Regions from separate parts of the Drosophila melanogaster genome. Here region 1 is linked to region 2. A link is a contact called in public Hi-C data. All regions are on one chromosome and are shown on one strand. The core of a region is the stretch at or near the end of the contact, and the rest is flanking DNA. Distances in the headings are between cores, read along the strand shown. Region 1 holds the start of Tet (Ten-Eleven Translocation (TET) family protein). Region 2 holds the start of RhoGEF3 (Rho guanine nucleotide exchange factor 3).

Region 1 (3,613 bases), core at 71-2,570, 2.6 Mb after region 2:
AAGTCATTACTCATTGCCATAAGTGTTTGCGGTCCAAAAAGAGAAGCCTCTGCCTTTACTGTAATATTATTATTTTATTTTGTTTATTTGTCTTGCACAAATAAAGCTCGCTGAAATTGCCTGCTTAGGTGATTGTGATTTTGTTTTTTGGGTCTTCTTTGAGCTTGCACTTATTGTAATTTGATCCTCGGATGACCAATAACAATTGTTATCTCTTTGTTTACATGTTTACGCTTGGAAAGTATTTCCTGTGCCCCAAATGCAAATTTCAATTGGAAATTTGTTTTTCTTTGGCTTTCGGTCGAGAGGTGAGTTTAATTGAGGGATTAGGAACAAAAGCGTAGAGTTTTATATTTGATTGGAGCTCAACATTTTTATACATTTGCTCAATTGGCTTTATTAATTGGAGTCGGTTTTATGAAAGGGATATGGCCATTCTGTTTGGTTTCTTGGAAACGTTCCTTACGATTCGTTTTCAAAGAGTTAGTTATGTTCTGTATGCGGCTATTTGTCTTTTTGTTTGATGGCTATGCTTAATTAATGAAAAAAAAAAACCATTTATTTAATTTTCTTTGGTACCACAAATAAAATGATTATATACGCAGAATAGTTATATATAGATAAAAGGTATACATAAAGCATCCCGATTTATATATACTTAAATATATGTATATTGTTAAATCCCTACTACAAACCTTAGTTGTTAATCCATGTCCTTTCACGAGTTTTTTTCCTCGGAAAATGTTGAGTACTTAGAAGCTATTGGAAATCCAAGCCAGTTTCACTATCCATTTGCCGACCGTCGTTGGACCGTTAGAAAAGCCGCGAAAAACCGCACGAAAACGAAAGTTGACAATAACAAACCGCGACGCGAAAACGGAACGAAGGGAACAAAAGAAGGAAATCGCGGAAATTGCAGGGAAACCCAGAGAACCGAGCGCGAAACTGGAGCTGCAAATTAAACCGGGACTTGGATGAAAAGCTGAAGAACTTGGAGCTGCAAGTGCGGCATCTGCGGGAGTTCTTGATTTTGTTTTGCTCTTGGATATTCTAATTCACTGGTCACATTGGTCACATTATTTGGGGCTGCCTGTTTTCGAAACTGGAACAAGTTAGTCGCGAGTCCTTGAACTCGATCACACCCACACCGAAGGGATAGTATATTCCCGAAAATCAGAATCAGAATCAGTTAGTTAGCTAGTAAGTCTCACACGCACTCGCACTCGTTTCTAGCGCTCGAACGGCGGCGGCGGTGCAAAAGTCCGTGTTTTGTAGGAAACTTTTCACCCGAAGGATACACAACAACTGAACTAACTGAACTGAAAATGAAAATGAAAATGAAGGAGCAAACATAAAATGTATCGAACAAGTTCGTGCTCGAAGCGAACAGGTTCATGTTCGCATCGAACCAATGCGGGCTCCACTCGAACTTAAGAATACAACAAGCATGACGACCGAATTCTCTTAACTAGCGGTTTTATATTGTATAATTCATTCAATACTTAAGCATTTTTAAGAAATGATTTTTAATTTATTTTTGTGCTTATTAGTCATTCGTAAAATATATTATTTTTCAGTTTGACCATCATTAAAAGATGAAGAGCAAGATTCTTTCGTTTTGAAATTTGTATTTATTTTTATGTTCCCTAAAAAGTTTTGTAAATTCTTAAATATTTAACTTCGAACTGCTGCTTGTTGCTGTTGCGCCTGCAACTTTTGGCTCGAGAGTCCTGGCACACACACACAAACACACAGCCGCACGCACACAGTTACATTTACGGCTGCATCCTCTCTCTTTCATTAACACACAAGCACACACACACACACACACAGCTGCAACAAGACACGGATACGAACATGCGGCGTTTGAAGTGCGCTTTTGTTGTTGTTGCTGCTGCTGCGCCGCTGTACAGTTGTTGTTCCAATTAAAAATTTTTTTCCCTAGTTTCGCGCTCACAATGCGAACTTGCAATCTATGTGCGCTACGAGATATTTTCTGCTGCCTTTGTTTTGATACCCTAACCAAGGAGCTTACTTAGCTTACTTAGCAATTAAGCACATTGAATTCAAGCATGCATTATATGGTAATTGGCGTATAGTTTATTGATTTATTTACAATTTTATCAGAATAGATAAGCTCGCAAAATGTGTTTCGAAATTCAGGGCATTCGCAGTTCGACCAGCCGAATAAGTTTTACTTTCCCGCTGCTGTTGCTGCGGTGCCGTGGACGTTGCTGCGGTGCTGTTGCTGCCACTGCTGCGCTGGACGCAGGACACGGAGGCAGGACCTTGTGGGCATGTGCCATATATCCTGGCATTGCACTGGCTGCCGTTGCGGGATTTTGGTACAATTTGCCTGCCATGTTTTGCCCCTTTTTTACTTTTGCGCAAAGAGCGGGGGCGGTTGATTTCATTTCACTTTTTTCTCGTGGCGGTCCTGTTGCAACCTCGTTTCATGCCAACTATTAGTGGAGCTGCCATTTTTTCGCCATTTCATAGAGAGCAATCCACGGCGGAAAATGGAAACCTTGACAGTTGCATTGTTGCCTGGCGCTGACAGAGAAAATAACAAAACAAAGCGAGTACGCGGAACGCTGCTGTCTATTTGCATTGCGTAATGGAAAATCATTCAACCTAGGGGCACAACCCTTAACCGACTTCGAATCCTCCGGAACCGAATCTCAATCTGAATCCGAATCCTCCGAACACTGACCTGTCCCATACGCAACGCATACCCATAAAATCCCTCGAGGAACCTCGAAGAAACATCTGCACAAACAACAAAATGCAGCCGGCCTTTTCTCCTCTTAGATAGTTCTTAAGTTCACGATCCGCAGACAAGTTCTTCATAGTTGGGTTTTCTGCACTCGAAGCTGCTGCAAGTCTCTCTTCGTTCTTCTGCATTCCGCTCTTTGCGTTTTTTTCTACTTTTTTCGCTCTTATTTGGCTTTTGCGTGTCCTTTGTGAGGACAGCAAAGGACATTCACACTGCAAGCAGCCACAATAAAAAGACGTGCGGCAAAGGAAACCAGAAATGTATCTGACAGTTGGTGCTGCAGAAGTATTTGAAAAATGAATGAAATGTGCGCACAGAACATGAATAGAAAAATAAAATATTAAAAAAAAAAAAAAAAAAAAATGATAAATGTAATACACTGAAAACAGGGGTAAGATTTATTAGCCAATTTCAAGTATGTATACCTTTTAATCATATAAAATGCTTGCAAATGTGTAGGAACGAATGCACGTTGAGATATGTTAGCCAATAAGGTTGATTATAAGAATATTAAAATAAAATTTAGCTTATTTTTTAACTACAACTTCAAGTGCAGCCATCTCCTAGATCGATTCCATGTACCCAGCGTGTATTCAGACTAACTTCTCCAAGGGCAAACGCTGAAGAAGAGTGAAAATCACTGGCTGAAGTTGAATGCACCATAAGATGCATGGCACACCCAGCAGGACTACAGCATCCTGTGGCTGCATTTCCTCGCCACGTTTTAATTTATTTCATTCCGTTTAAAATCCGCCAGTTGGCCGCCGGTTTTTTATCAACTTACAGCTCCAAAGGAGCATTTCCAGAGTATCTCGGTATCTCAGCATCCGAGTATCT
Region 2 (3,604 bases), core at 36-2,535:
CGAACGGCTGTATTATGTATCGCCTGGTTCGCGACTCTACGCACTTTGATGGAGGGCACCACGTGAAGAACCTTGACAACCTCAACCGAGACCTAAAGCGAGTGGTTGTCGTGGACTGGGATAGAAATTCCACCAAGTTTCACCCTTCGAATTCATTCTCGATCCCGCGGTGGTCTGGAAACGACAATGACACTACCCTCTTTGAACTCACGTCGTTTCTTAGTGTTCTAGGAACGAGTGAGATCGACGATGTCCGAGAAGTGCTGCAATACTACAATCAGTTTAGTGACTCGTTATCCCAGTTCAGAGAAAACCAGCGAAAGCTGGGTGAGCTAATGCACGCCGAGGAGGTAGAAAAAACTAGCAAGTCTAGGCCCGTTGTCAAGAACTGGACCCGTGGCTTCATAAATCATTAAAAAGATTGTGCGTTTGATGTGTCCCTTAAATACTGTTAATTCACCCAAAAAATTACATTAAAACTTTCCTAGCATTCTTCAATGTCTACCTACTAACAGCAGTTACTTTTGCAGTTTTTTGCGTATTCTGATTGAAAAAGTCTGAAAACATATGATTTCTGATTTGGCATTTAAAGCAGACTGCCCTGCGGAACGTCAATGCTTCCTTGAAGGTAACAGTGCAGCCACTAGGCGGATACATAGCCGTAATGTTGTGAAAAATGTTGTGTTACGGTTTTATATGAATGCAGGCTTCCAGAAATCCTCAGTCCAGCACGAGCACGCAAGCTCAGCAACATGTTGCTGCCATGTGATGGTGTGCGTGAGCACGTGCCAAAATAACTACGACACATGTGTACTCTTGAGGGAATGTTTCCACAATCAACAACTACGCACTTCACACCACTAGGTGAGTCATGCGCAGTATCGTCCCTGCGAACATTCATCCGAATGTTGGCATAAGTAAGTAAAGGGATCAGGTGTACTGTAAGCCTTCCGTCTAGTTACTTTCGATGCAGATTTTGATTCTGGCTGAGGGTTCGTGGCTGGCTGGGCCTCTTCTCCTTATGTTGAAAACACACAACAATTCGGTGGTGGAAGTATACTGCGGACGTCAAACTGGCGAGCCAGGGCGCAGGCGTTGGTTCATTTGGCACTTTGTCTGGTACTCTCCCACATCGGCATCCTGCAATCTCTTTGGCTCAGCATCCTTGTAAGCTGTTGTCGGAGCAATCTGGGCATGGGGCAACTGAAAGGAAAGCAACTTTCCCATTCAGGAGCGCACAAGCCGCAGGAATCGCGAGCGCAGACAATTCAGTTCGGCTTTAACGTAATGGACGGAAGGTTTGAATATCGCTTCTCGCCCCAGTTGTACAGATAAAGTCCCACTGCACGCAATAGGGCACTTGGAAGATACAATAGAACGCCGAGCAGTGTGTGTATATAGGTTTGAATGCTTACGATTGGGAATAAGTGGCAAAATATTGCAACTATGACCTAAACGCAAGGCAGTTAATAACTTCGCCAGCTTTTGGCCAGATTCGTGACACACTTAACTTGAAACTTCAATGCTAGTGGGATGGATATCTACTCTCAAGCCGTGTTTTAATGCCCCAAGGATTCCGCTTTCTTGCCACAGACAATGAGCAGGTGCGTGTGCAGTTAAACTAATAAAATTGTAGTGGACCCACCCGACCCACATATTTTGCCTATTTGCTCCTATTTGTGTTTTTTTTGGTTACCTATGCATATGTTATGCATATGTATGCTCAACAAACCATGTGGAAATTGCCGATGGGAAGCTTTAGACTAAATGCATTGACTGCGTATCCTTCACTGCCACACCCTAAAGTGACTATGCTATCACTCACTCGCAGGGGGAAATGACCCACAATCATAACAATAAAGATACAGATGAGAGCCCACATGTACATATTTTATGGAATGACTGATAACCAATGTATTTAGAATGCATGACACACTTTGAATTAAGTGCTGTAGTTAAGTCACACATGGCACTGCACTATCTGCAGATTTCAGCCAAATTGGCCATTTAAAATCTTATTTTCTAGATTTGCATGTAATCTATAAATAATGGCAACTGAAACCTTTTTGGATCTGAATTATGAGAGGGGCAAGGTGTCGAAGAGGTCACTGCGACCAAAGCTATTAAAATTGACAGATGTGACGATACCACATCGAAGTCGGAAGAAAAACAAAGTTAAGGTGAGTTGCGAGTTGTGAGAGGGAAAGAACATTTGAGCAACTAGATCTTAAAGCGCTGTTTGTTTTCAGACCAAAGACCGATCAGCCACATCCGTGCGCGACAGGATCTATGATGATCCTGCCTACACAGAGGACATAAGCCACTTGGCGAATCCCATGCGTCGCAGTAGCATTTCTGGGAAATCCTTCTTGGAACACAAGACGAGGTCAGATACGGGCGGTCAGGCATCATCCAGCAGCCTACTGGCCAAAAACCAGCTGCCCCAGGAGCTGCATCAGTATGTGTCAGGGAAGCAGGCCAAGATCAAACAACACCACACAGCCACAATAGCTTCCGGTAGCACCGCCATCAGCATAAACTACGAATGTGATTCGAGCAGCACCGACAACGAGGTCCAGGAACCAATCCAAACCAAAGGTGGTATGAACCGCAGGGTGCGCAGCCTAGAGCGCAATCTGGCCGCCACAGGCTCCGAAAGGGCCGAAAAGAAGGGAACTCAGAAGCGCACCTCGAAACAAAAGCGGAATCTTAGCTTAGACAACAATCGCCATCAGCCCGCAGGACATCCGAAGCGGGAGGCGGTAGCTGTAGCTAAGGTCGGTCACGATGCTGACACACGAGCCCGCAAAGAGCGAAATCGGAAGCCCTACGGCGAGATGGGTCCGGATGGTGGTGTCCCGACCGAGGTCAGTGAGTTAGATGACGGGTACTCTGCTCGCGGTTCCGCTCAGAGTTCCGCCTGCACCTTACCAGCAGAATCAGCCGCCGACGCGGCGAAAGTTGCTATCGGCAAACGGTTCCTGCGCGGCGAGATTGGAATTAAAAGCTTTAACTACTATCTGCTAAAGGAGGGCTTAAAGAGCTCGAAAAAACTAGTGGACCAACAGCGAACCCCAGCTGGCAGTGGCAGTGTGGAGTCACCTCTGAAGGCCGAAAAACGACATTGCCGCAGCGAGGAAAACATCTACGAGGAGATCTTCTTTAAGGACACGGCCAACGCGGTGAGCTCGTCGGCAACAGGAGTAGCCACCGGCATGGCGATGCCCGTTGCCCTGACAATGTGTGATCAAGAGACGCACAGCCTGGAAAAAGGAGCTCAGCCGCATGGAATAGGCGCCACCAATCCCGCATTTGCAGACTGCGAGTTTTGTATGGAGCAATGCAGCAAGGAAAACTGTGAATATTGCTTGGCCCACGTTGAACAAGTAGCAAGTAAAAAACTGAAGGCGGGGCAAACACAGGAAGAGCAGTACCTCAACCAAGGACATAGGAAAAACCACACTATGGATTCGCGGCCTAGTGCTCCGGTGGTCGAGGTGCCGACCGCCCATATACTAGAGTTCCAGTCGTACAACCCAAATAATCCAGGCGTTTACAAAATTGAGACGACTCCAGTGGCCATAACAGGAGACTACAACCCGAT

Evidence for each region. Hi-C and Micro-C count contacts between places; a contact is called where the count stands out from the background.
Region 1: a Hi-C map of the Kc167 cell line shows a contact between it and region 2, with 2.4 times the contacts expected there. A contact is called at or near these places in 2 of 107 Hi-C or Micro-C datasets (the Kc167 cell line and embryo).

The regions. Positions count from the first base shown.
Region 1 is chr3L:2,877,838-2,881,450 of dm6, forward strand. It overlaps Tet (Ten-Eleven Translocation (TET) family protein), which reads right to left and starts at 1,321. Exons shown (of 11, transcript NM_001274414.2): 1 at 696-1,321.
Region 2 is chr3L:276,152-279,755 of dm6, forward strand. It overlaps RhoGEF3 (Rho guanine nucleotide exchange factor 3), which reads left to right and starts at 1,286. Exons shown (of 16, transcript NM_001274273.1): 1 at 1,286-1,604; 2 at 2,027-2,180; 3 at 2,250-3,604. The coding sequence starts at 2,049. ttm2 (tiny tim 2) reads left to right here. Exons shown (of 1, transcript NM_138179.3): 1 at 1-516. The coding sequence ends at 416.